3 separate regions of the Mus musculus genome follow, and all the other regions are linked to region 3. Evidence: chromatin contacts called from public HiCAR-type and HiChIP or PLAC-seq data. All regions are on one chromosome and are shown on one strand. The core of a region is the stretch at or near the end of the contact, and the rest is flanking DNA. Distances in the headings are between cores, read along the strand shown. Region 1 holds the start of Pou5f1 (POU domain, class 5, transcription factor 1). Region 2 holds the start of Ppp1r18 (protein phosphatase 1, regulatory subunit 18). Region 3 overlaps Ddr1 (discoidin domain receptor family, member 1).

Evidence for each region. HiCAR-type assays count read pairs that join an accessible place to other places. HiChIP or PLAC-seq counts read pairs in DNA pulled down with a chosen protein or histone mark.
Region 1: a HiCAR-type map of embryonic stem cells shows a contact between it and region 3, with 2.0 times the contacts expected there. The contact joins the promoter of Pou5f1 here to the enhancer-like site in region 3. A contact is called at or near these places in 1 of 39 promoter capture datasets (cranial neural crest), 4 of 484 Hi-C or Micro-C datasets (embryonic stem cells, erythroblasts and olfactory sensory neurons), 6 of 115 datasets of contacts at active chromatin or transcription factors (embryonic stem cells, epiblast stem cells, memory CD8 T cells and 1 more) and 4 of 9 other capture datasets (adipose tissue, liver, macrophages and 1 more).
Region 2: a contact with region 3 is called in an H3K4me3 HiChIP or PLAC-seq map of embryonic stem cells, with 4 times the contacts expected there. The contact joins the promoter of Ppp1r18 here to the enhancer-like site in region 3. A contact is called at or near these places in 4 of 39 promoter capture datasets (cranial neural crest, embryonic stem cells, fetal liver and 1 more), 15 of 484 Hi-C or Micro-C datasets (CD8 T cells, the HL-1 cell line, Sertoli cells and 5 more), 16 of 115 datasets of contacts at active chromatin or transcription factors (the SCID.adh cell line, bone marrow-derived dendritic cells, effector CD8 T cells and 6 more) and 3 of 9 other capture datasets (adipose tissue, liver and pancreatic islet).

Annotation. Positions count from the first base shown.
Region 1 is chr17:35,504,664-35,507,430 of GRCm38.p6, forward strand. It overlaps Pou5f1 (POU domain, class 5, transcription factor 1), which reads left to right and starts at 1,369. Exons shown (of 5, transcript NM_013633.3): 1 at 1,369-1,820. The coding sequence starts at 1,437. Gm32362 (a long non-coding RNA gene) reads right to left here and starts at 1,074. Exons shown (of 3, transcript XR_385564.3): 1 at 763-1,074. RefSeq lists promoters at 1-1,439, 1-1,388, 1,146-1,415 and enhancers at 1-151, 146-1,154, 236-478.
Region 2 is chr17:35,865,013-35,867,950 of GRCm38.p6, forward strand. It overlaps Ppp1r18 (protein phosphatase 1, regulatory subunit 18), which reads left to right and starts at 1,603. Exons shown (of 3, transcript NM_175242.1): 1 at 1,603-2,938. The coding sequence starts at 2,223. It overlaps Nrm (nurim (nuclear envelope membrane protein)), which reads left to right. Exons shown (of 4, transcript NM_134122.2): 4 at 1-388.
Region 3 is chr17:35,679,348-35,682,152 of GRCm38.p6, forward strand. Ddr1 (discoidin domain receptor family, member 1) reads right to left here. Exons shown (of 18, transcript NM_001198833.1): 18 at 2,220-2,805. Among named protein-coding and RNA genes, the nearest start is that of Gtf2h4, 7.0 kb to the left of the region's middle. Within about 2 kb of position 1,519, at least 13 of the 459 cell types and tissues checked have an H3K27ac peak or open chromatin away from gene starts, as enhancers often do. A contact at or near this core is called in embryonic stem cells and neural progenitor cells, where this site is marked.

The DNA of each region.
Region 1 (2,767 bases), core at 119-2,618, 170 kb before region 3:
CTGGGCTTTTTGAGGCTGTGTGATTCACCCTGGGGCCTTCGTTCAGAGCATGGTGTAGGAGCAGACAGACAAACACCATCCCTTGCAGACAGGCACTCTGAGGGCTATTCTCTTGCAAAGATAACTAAGCACCAGGCCAGTAATGGGATCCTCAGACTGGGCCCAGAAAACCACTCTAGGGAAGTTCAGGGTAGGCTCTCTGCACCCCCTCCTCCTAATCCCGTCTCCTTAGTGTCTTTCCGCCAGCACAGGAATGGGGGAGGGGTGGGTGACGAGGATGAACACCGGAGTCCCTGGAGGAAGGGAAGCAGGGTATCTCCATCTGAGGCTCTGTCTTTGAGGAGAGGTGGAGAGCTGGGGAAGTCTTGTGTGAGGGGATTGGGGCTCAGGAGGGGGTTGGGGAGCAGGAAGTTGTCCCCAGGGGAGCCATCCTGGCCCATTCAAGGGTTGAGTACTTGTTTAGGGTTAGAGCTGCCCCCTCTGGGGACCAGGATTGTCCAGCCAAGGCCATTGTCCTGCCCCCTTCCCCCAGTCCCTCCCAGGCCCCTTTGAACCTGAAGTCAGATATTTCTTCTCTCTACCCACCTCCCACCCGTTGGGTTTCTCCACCCAGGAACTAGGCTGGAAGCCTGGGATGAGGAGGTGGGGGGAGGGAGAACTGAGAATCTTGAGGAAAGAGGCCCCGGCCTTAACTGTGAGGGGATGGAGCCTGGGTGCAGGTCTTATGGGGGTTGGGGGGTGGTTAGTGTCTAATCTACCAACCTGGACAACACAAGATGGAATACTGTGCTCTGAAAACGCAGAGCCAGCACTTCTCTGGGGTCTCTGGGGACATATCTGGTTGGGGCTCGGGGTCCCATGGTGTAGAGCCTCTAAACTCTGGAGGACTGGAGGTGCAATGGCTGTCTTGTCCTGGCCTTGGACATGGGCTGAAATACTGGGTTCACCCATATCTAGGACTCTAGACGGGTGGGTAAGCAAGAACTGAGGAGTGGCCCCAGAAATAATTGGCACACGAACATTCAATGGATGTTTTAGGCTCTCCAGAGGATGGCTGAGTGGGCTGTAAGGACAGGCCGAGAGGGTGCAGTGCCAACAGGCTTTGTGGTGCGATGGGGCATCCGAGCAACTGGTTTGTGAGGTGTCCGGTGACCCAAGGCAGGGGTGAGAGGACCTTGAAGGTTGAAAATGAAGGCCTCCTGGGGTCCCGTCCTAAGGGTTGTCCTGTCCAGACGTCCCCAACCTCCGTCTGGAAGACACAGGCAGATAGCGCTCGCCTCAGTTTCTCCCACCCCCACAGCTCTGCTCCTCCACCCACCCAGGGGGCGGGGCCAGAGGTCAAGGCTAGAGGGTGGGATTGGGGAGGGAGAGGTGAAACCGTCCCTAGGTGAGCCGTCTTTCCACCAGGCCCCCGGCTCGGGGTGCCCACCTTCCCCATGGCTGGACACCTGGCTTCAGACTTCGCCTTCTCACCCCCACCAGGTGGGGGTGATGGGTCAGCAGGGCTGGAGCCGGGCTGGGTGGATCCTCGAACCTGGCTAAGCTTCCAAGGGCCTCCAGGTGGGCCTGGAATCGGACCAGGCTCAGAGGTATTGGGGATCTCCCCATGTCCGCCCGCATACGAGTTCTGCGGAGGGATGGCATACTGTGGACCTCAGGTTGGACTGGGCCTAGTCCCCCAAGTTGGCGTGGAGACTTTGCAGCCTGAGGGCCAGGCAGGAGCACGAGTGGAAAGCAACTCAGAGGGAACCTCCTCTGAGCCCTGTGCCGACCGCCCCAATGCCGTGAAGTTGGAGAAGGTGGAACCAACTCCCGAGGAGGTAAGTGAAGGGACTTGGCTGGGCTGGCAGAGGCAGCAGTGAAGGGAATTGGGAACATGTAGGGTAGCCACCCTGCCTGCCAAAGGTGGTGATGGCTGCCGGGCCTCCTGAGAAGCACGACGCAGTGTGGACTAGAACCCAGAATTGCAAGAATCAGAAACCGGCCTGGATTGTTTCGGCCTGGCCCTTGTCATGTAGGTCACCTAGGCCTGGCCTGTGTCCCGACACTTGCTTCATGCCATCACTGTCTGTACACCAGTGATGCGTGAAAATCAGCCCCCCCCCAAAAAAAAAAACATATCAGCCCCTCTGGGGACTTGGATCACAGTCGGACCCAGGAACTTGGCCTTAAGGTTAGGCATGGCTGGGGGGGTAAAAAATGGTGCTTATCCTGGAGTTATTGTTACTGAAGAGGTTGGGTGTGACTGGCTGCTGATAGGAGCTCTTGTTTGGGCCATGTGTGGAGTAGGGCTCACCTTCAGTCAAGTTTACGGCCTGTCTACTTTAGCCTCAGACTCCATGAGTCACCTTTACACGAGCAGACCCTTGTAGTGCCTGAGGTGCAGATCTGATCGATTTCAGCCTTTCTACCTTTCCTTGTAAACAAGAAAGGGACACCCTTGGGTAGGGGAGTTTTATCTCCAGGCCATCTTAAGATCATTCTGTGAGTGCACGGGCCTTGCTTAGTGTCTGATGGCCTACAGCCAGCACTCTGGAGCAAGTGTAAGCAATTAGCCTTAAGAACAAGGTGCGAGTGGATACCGATGCCCGCCGGGAGTTCCGACAGCTTAGCGATTGTTGTAGCAGGAGTCCCCTCCCTAAGTGCCAGTTTCTGTGTTATCTCAGGTCCTGTATGCCGCCGGGAGTCCCCTAGGAAGGCATTAATAGTTTATCTCACATCTTAAATGGCCCTTAATGAAGCAAGAGATTTGAACCTTAGTTAAGCT
Region 2 (2,938 bases), core at 353-2,852, 190 kb after region 3:
GGTTACAAAACTCATGAGTCTCCTTTTCTCTTAGAGCATGACCTCCACACACACTGGGTCAGTTCACACAGGGGAGCACCTCAGCTCACACTGGGGAGCACTCACTCCCCTGGCACTGTTATTGGCTCTGCACCTCAGGGATTCCCTTCCATGTTTCCACCTCAGGGAGCTATGTCAGGGCCTATCTGAAAGTTTATAAGTAGTGGCTCTTTTGTACCGCGGCTGTGCTTCCTCCCCACTCCTGCCTTAGTTTCTCCTTAGGTCTTTCCCTACAGCTCTGTGTGGTCTCCTAAGGCGACGTCTCCCGATTTTAACTCGGGTTGACTCAGGGCTCCCTGCTCTCCCAAAGGATATGCGCTGCAGAAAAAATAAAATTTTATACATATGATATCCACTTGTCTGTCCATGACTCTCAAGCCGCAGAACCAATTGTGGGAAGGAAGATGAGACCTAGTTTTTGCGGTGATAGCCGAGCACTCTAAAACGATCGCAAGGCTGGGGCCACACCCCATGGACCCGCCCCATCTCTCAGTCGTCCAGTCCTGTTCCCTCCAAATATTAGTTTCTCCGCGTATAAATCAGGGAACCCACGGGAGACAGAATAACTCTCTGGGAGGAGAGCGAACTCCCAAAGCCATTTTGCCTCAGACCCCAGGGCCTGGCAGCCGCCTTCTCTGCCACGGTAACAAAGACTGGCTAGGGAAAGAAAAAGCGTGGGGAGGAGCGGCGAGAGATGGGAAGGGCGGGTCCGACTCCAAGCAGCTGCCGCTTCCTCCCCATGTCCCTCAGGGGGCCTGAGTCACGGGCCGCCGCCCCGGGTCGGCCAGCTGGAGAAGTGGGTCTGGACACCCCGCTTCTTCGGGGCTGCAAGGAAGGAAGCGGGTGAAGGTCTCTGGAGACAGACAACGGAGAGCGAGGGGATAGCCACAGCAAGAGAGAAGTCCCACCAGAGTCCACGCGGGAAGGAGGGCAGCGAAGCCCCGCCCTTCGCCGGGCTCCTCCCTGCGCCCCCTTCCCTCGCCCCATTGTCCGTAGACAAAGCGGTCGCCGCCCCCGCCTGGCCCCCAGTCTGCGTCTCCGTCCCTCCTCTTAGGCTCCCTCTTCCCTCCTCCTCTGTTTCCCTCCCTCCCTCCGGATCTCCCTTCGCCTCTCTCCTCCTCTTCCTCTCTCCCGACGCCTGACTCCACTGCACCTCCTCCTAGGGACCCCGAGGCGTGTAAGTTGACTATGTGGCTCCCACTTTAAGAGAAGTGCCTCCTGGCTCCAGATCTTCCCTGGAGTGTCTCCCCTTTTGCATAGATTGTCCCTTCAGTTCCCTCTGGTGCACAACCCTTTGGGTCAAGGTCCCCTGAGAGCCGGCTCCCTGGTTGGGGAAGACAGCAGAGGCGTGATGTGGGTCCTCGTCGCGCCCGAGTTCTGGAGCGTATCCGGTGGGGAGGCCGGCGAGATTGTAGGGACTGAACGCGGCTGGACGCCAGGGTTCTGGGAATGTACGGGGCTGCACACTTGCTCGGGTACCAAAAGTCCCCAAGGAGGGTATTTCCCCTGACCCGCCTCGGGGGCGGGAAAGACAGTGGGGTAGGGGCCGGACTGAGGGGCGGGGCCGAGCGCAGCCGGGAAGGCAGCCGGGAGCTGCGGGGGCCCCGTGCGAAGAGGCGCCGGCGCCCTTGCCTGTTTCCCGGTCTCCCCTTCTACCCTGGACCTCTGCCCTCTACATCTGTCCTCACCTCCTCACCTCCTGCCCGATCTCCTCGCCCTTCGCCGTCTGGTTCCCTGTTCTTCCCGTTTATCTCCCCCTGCGTACCGGGGGAGGCAGTCTTGACTGAATCCGCTCACTTCTCAGCCCCGGCTCCTCCGGCTCCTCTCTCTCTCCTGCTTTTCCTCTCTCCCCTTTCTTATATCTTAGGGACGGTCTGGTGCCCACAAACCCCAATCTAGCTCTGCCTCTGCCCGGAATCTCGACTCTTCCTCTCCCACTATCCCCACCCCCAACTTGGCACCCAGCTTTTCTCTTCAGTTTTTCAGTTCCTGACTCTTTTGCTGTCCTTCCTTTCACGGCCTTCCTCTATCTTCATTCTTAATTCCACTGTCCCCTCCTGCCCTTCTTCGTCCCTTCCCGCATCACTTCCTCCCCCAACCCCCATTCTCAGTCTCCGGGCTCCTCTGAAGCTTACCCTTCCTGTTCCTGTCCCCCAATACTCTCTCCTTCACTTCCAGTGACCATGACCGCTATCCCAGATTGGAAGCTACAGTTGCTAGCCCGGCGGAGGCAGGAGGAGGCAGCGGTTCGTGGCCGCGAGAAAGCAGAACGGGATCGCTTGTCCCAGATGCCAGCCTGGAAGAGGGGAATCCTGGAACGACGCAGAGCCAAGTTGGGCCTGCCTCCTGGAGAGGGGAGCCCTGTGCCTGGGAATGCTGAGGCTGGACCTCCAGACCCAGATGAATCTGCTGTCCTTTTGGAGGCTATTGGACCAGTACATCAGAATCGATTCATCCAACAGGAGCGACAGCGGCAGCAGCAACAGCAGCAGCAGCAGAGAAACGAGGTGCTTGGTGATAGGAAGGCTGGGCCTCTGGAGGTTCTAGAAAGGAGATCAAGTCCTGGTAATTTAAGAGATCAGAGTCCTAAGGGAAGAGAGTCCAGAGAAGAGAGGCTAAGTCCCCGGGAGTCCAGAGATAGGAGGCTGGTGATAGGGGGAGCCCAAGAGTCAAGTTCGAGGTCTCTTCGAGACTGGAGGCAGAGCCCAGCAGAGGCCAGAGACCTGAGTTCCAGACCAGCAGAGGCTCAGAAATGGAGGCTGAGCCCTGGAGAAACTCCAGAGGAGAGTCTGAGATTAGCGGGTTCTGGAGATGACAGTCCCAAGAGAAAGGAGGTGTTGGAAAGCATTCTGAGCCCTGGGGAGCCTGGTGACCAGAAGGCCAGCCCGACAGATGTCCA
Region 3 (2,805 bases), core at 269-2,768:
ACATACCCAAAACATGTGAAATTGCACATATAACTGAGCAAAGCAGAGATTGCTGGGCTGAAGAGCATCACTGGGGTTTGGCCTGACCAGAGGAGACTGATGAAGGGCTAGCAGCAGCTAACAAAGCAGACCCCAGGGAATACTATTGCAGGGGACAAAACCATGCTACAAAGGCCATACATATGCCAGGAAGGTCTGCGGCCCTTAGAGCACTTAGAGGAAGTGCTGTGGTTGGTATACACAGGAGAATGGTACTGCATAGGACGTAGGAACCAGCCAGCCTCAGACAAGGTTTTGTTCCTAAAAGGTCAACCAGAAGTGGACTTGGTGGAACACACTTCTAATTTAAGCATTCAGGAGACTGGAGACAGGAGGAGTGAGGTCCTAACTCAAAGCAAACAACTGCTGGGCATGGTGGCCCACACCTTTAATTCCTGCATACATAAAGCAGAGTAAGGTAGATCTCTGAGTTCAGTGGCAACCTGATCTACATAGGGAGCCAGGCCAGCCTAGGCTACACAGTGAGACCTTGTCTGAAAACAAAAAAAAATAAAGATCCCAAGGAGGGAGTGAGGGGGAGACTGGGAGTATATAGCTCAGTGGTAGAGTGTTTGCTTAGCATGTACAAGGTCCTGGGTTCAATCCCCCATCATACATACATACATATAAAATAAGAAAAATGTAATACAAAATTTTACAGGTGGTGGCTAGATGGCAGCAGTTGCCACCACGTCTGAGTCTTATACCCAGGACACGCATGATGGAAAGAGACCACCAACTTCTGCAGGTTGTTCTCTAACCTCCACATGCACACACCGTGGCACGTGCACACACACTAAATGAATAAATGTAATAATTTTTAAAATAAAAAATACAGAGGACCAGGTGTGGTGTTGTGAGCCTCTAATTCCAGCACCTGGGAAGCGAAGGCAGGAGAATCACTTCCAGGTTATGCAAGATGAGATAGACAAGTCTGGGCTTTGTTAAGACCCAGTCTCAGAGCAAGGTCTCCATGGTTGCAGAACCAAAGACAAACCAGAAAGGGTCAGAACAGTCCTGGCTTACTAGCTAGGAGACTACAGTGTTGTAGTATGTGCCAGGGCAAGCGGAGATGTGGAGAAAGAATGGAGATCTGTGGGGCTGTAGGGATGGCTCAGCGGTTAAGAGCACTGGCTGCTCTTCCAGAGGTCATGAGTCCGATTCCCAGCAACCACATGGTGGATCCACAATGCCCTCTTCACATAAAATAAATAAATACATCTTAGAAAAAGAAAAAAGAGAGATCTGGCAAGCAGACCTGTGAGCTTCATGCTGGACTCTGCAGCAAGGATCCAGGATGATACAGGTGCTGCTGAGTGGATGCTGCCACCATCCTGGGAGAGGGGCAGGTTTGGACCTGCTCACACTGAACATCACAAGAACCTAGAGTTACGTCGCTCTAATGCTTAGAGCAAGTCTGGGCAGAGCTCGGGGAACTGTGGCTCCCTGCCCGGGACTCCACTGCTTATTATTCTAACGTCTGACCTCTGAACTCTAGCCCATCAATGTCGGCCTTAATCTGAAGGCAGTCTGACCTATGTAGCTTTAGCAAGGCTGCTAGATTTGTGGCCTGGCCCCTGAGAGCCCATTAATTCCATCTCAGATTGAATTTACCTTTTCCGTCCTCCTCATTATCCATTTGACTGACTTTGTGAATATCATCAACCAAAACCCCAGGGTCCTTATTTCATGGGAACGGCTACGAAGATGGAGCTGTTTCCTTCAAGCCCGCCATGGGATTGTTTTTGTCTTTTGGTTTTTTGTTTACCACCCAAAGTGAACTCTTTGAGGCCTTCACACTGGCTGCAGCTTGCTCCTACAGGCTCATTGGTGTGCCTTTCACCCAGGTGTCTCATACTTTCAAAACCTAACTCGGAGATCACCTGGGTCTCCCAGCCCTCAGAATCCTAGAATTTGGACAAGCAGAACAAGAACCCACACCTCCATTTTTAATAACTAGCACTGCCCTTTATGATGAGCCAGAACAGAATTCCCAATGGCTTCCATGGCACCTTTGACCTGCCACCAAAGGACACCACTATTCACATTCCCCGTGTAGAGCACCTGAGTGGCTCTCATGGCCCAACTGGCAACAGGTCTGGATTATGCGATGATAGACCCACACTGGACCACAGCCAGGAGGCAGGTATTACCCAAACCCCAGGAAATACACCCACAGCTGTGGAAAAACAAAAAACAAAAAACAACTCAACTTTTATTATTACCTGCCTAGGACAGGGGATTAAAATCGCCTTAAGCTAGGTCCATATATTAGTGTAAAAATCTGTGTTTCTCTCCCCCCAAAAAATGTACAAACCCCGCGTGATTATAGAAAAACCAATGTGGTAGCTACAATAGAAATCCCCACCCCCAGCCTCAAGCTATTGCTCCCTCTGTTCCCCATCCTAATATTTACTCCACAGAAACATAGAGGCTTTGCGAAGTTCTAGCTGCAGCATGGCAGGTGAGAAGGAGGGGTGTGTGACTGAGGATCAACGGCAGGGATCGCCCCCAGGTCCAGTGTGTCAGGGGGCGGAACAGAAGGAAGCCAGGGCTGAGGACCGCTGTAGGGGTTGGCCGTCCTTGTCCCCCTCACCCCTCTAATTCTCAGCTGGCGGCGTCCAGTGTGTGACAAGAAGAAAGCTGGGGGGCACCGTCACCTCCCAGGAACCAGTGTTGTCCAGTGGGCCTTGTCCAGTGTACGCCCAGCATTTGCCCCCGTTCTTCCCCAAGGGGATAGCTGGAAGAAGTCAGGCAGGATCCCAA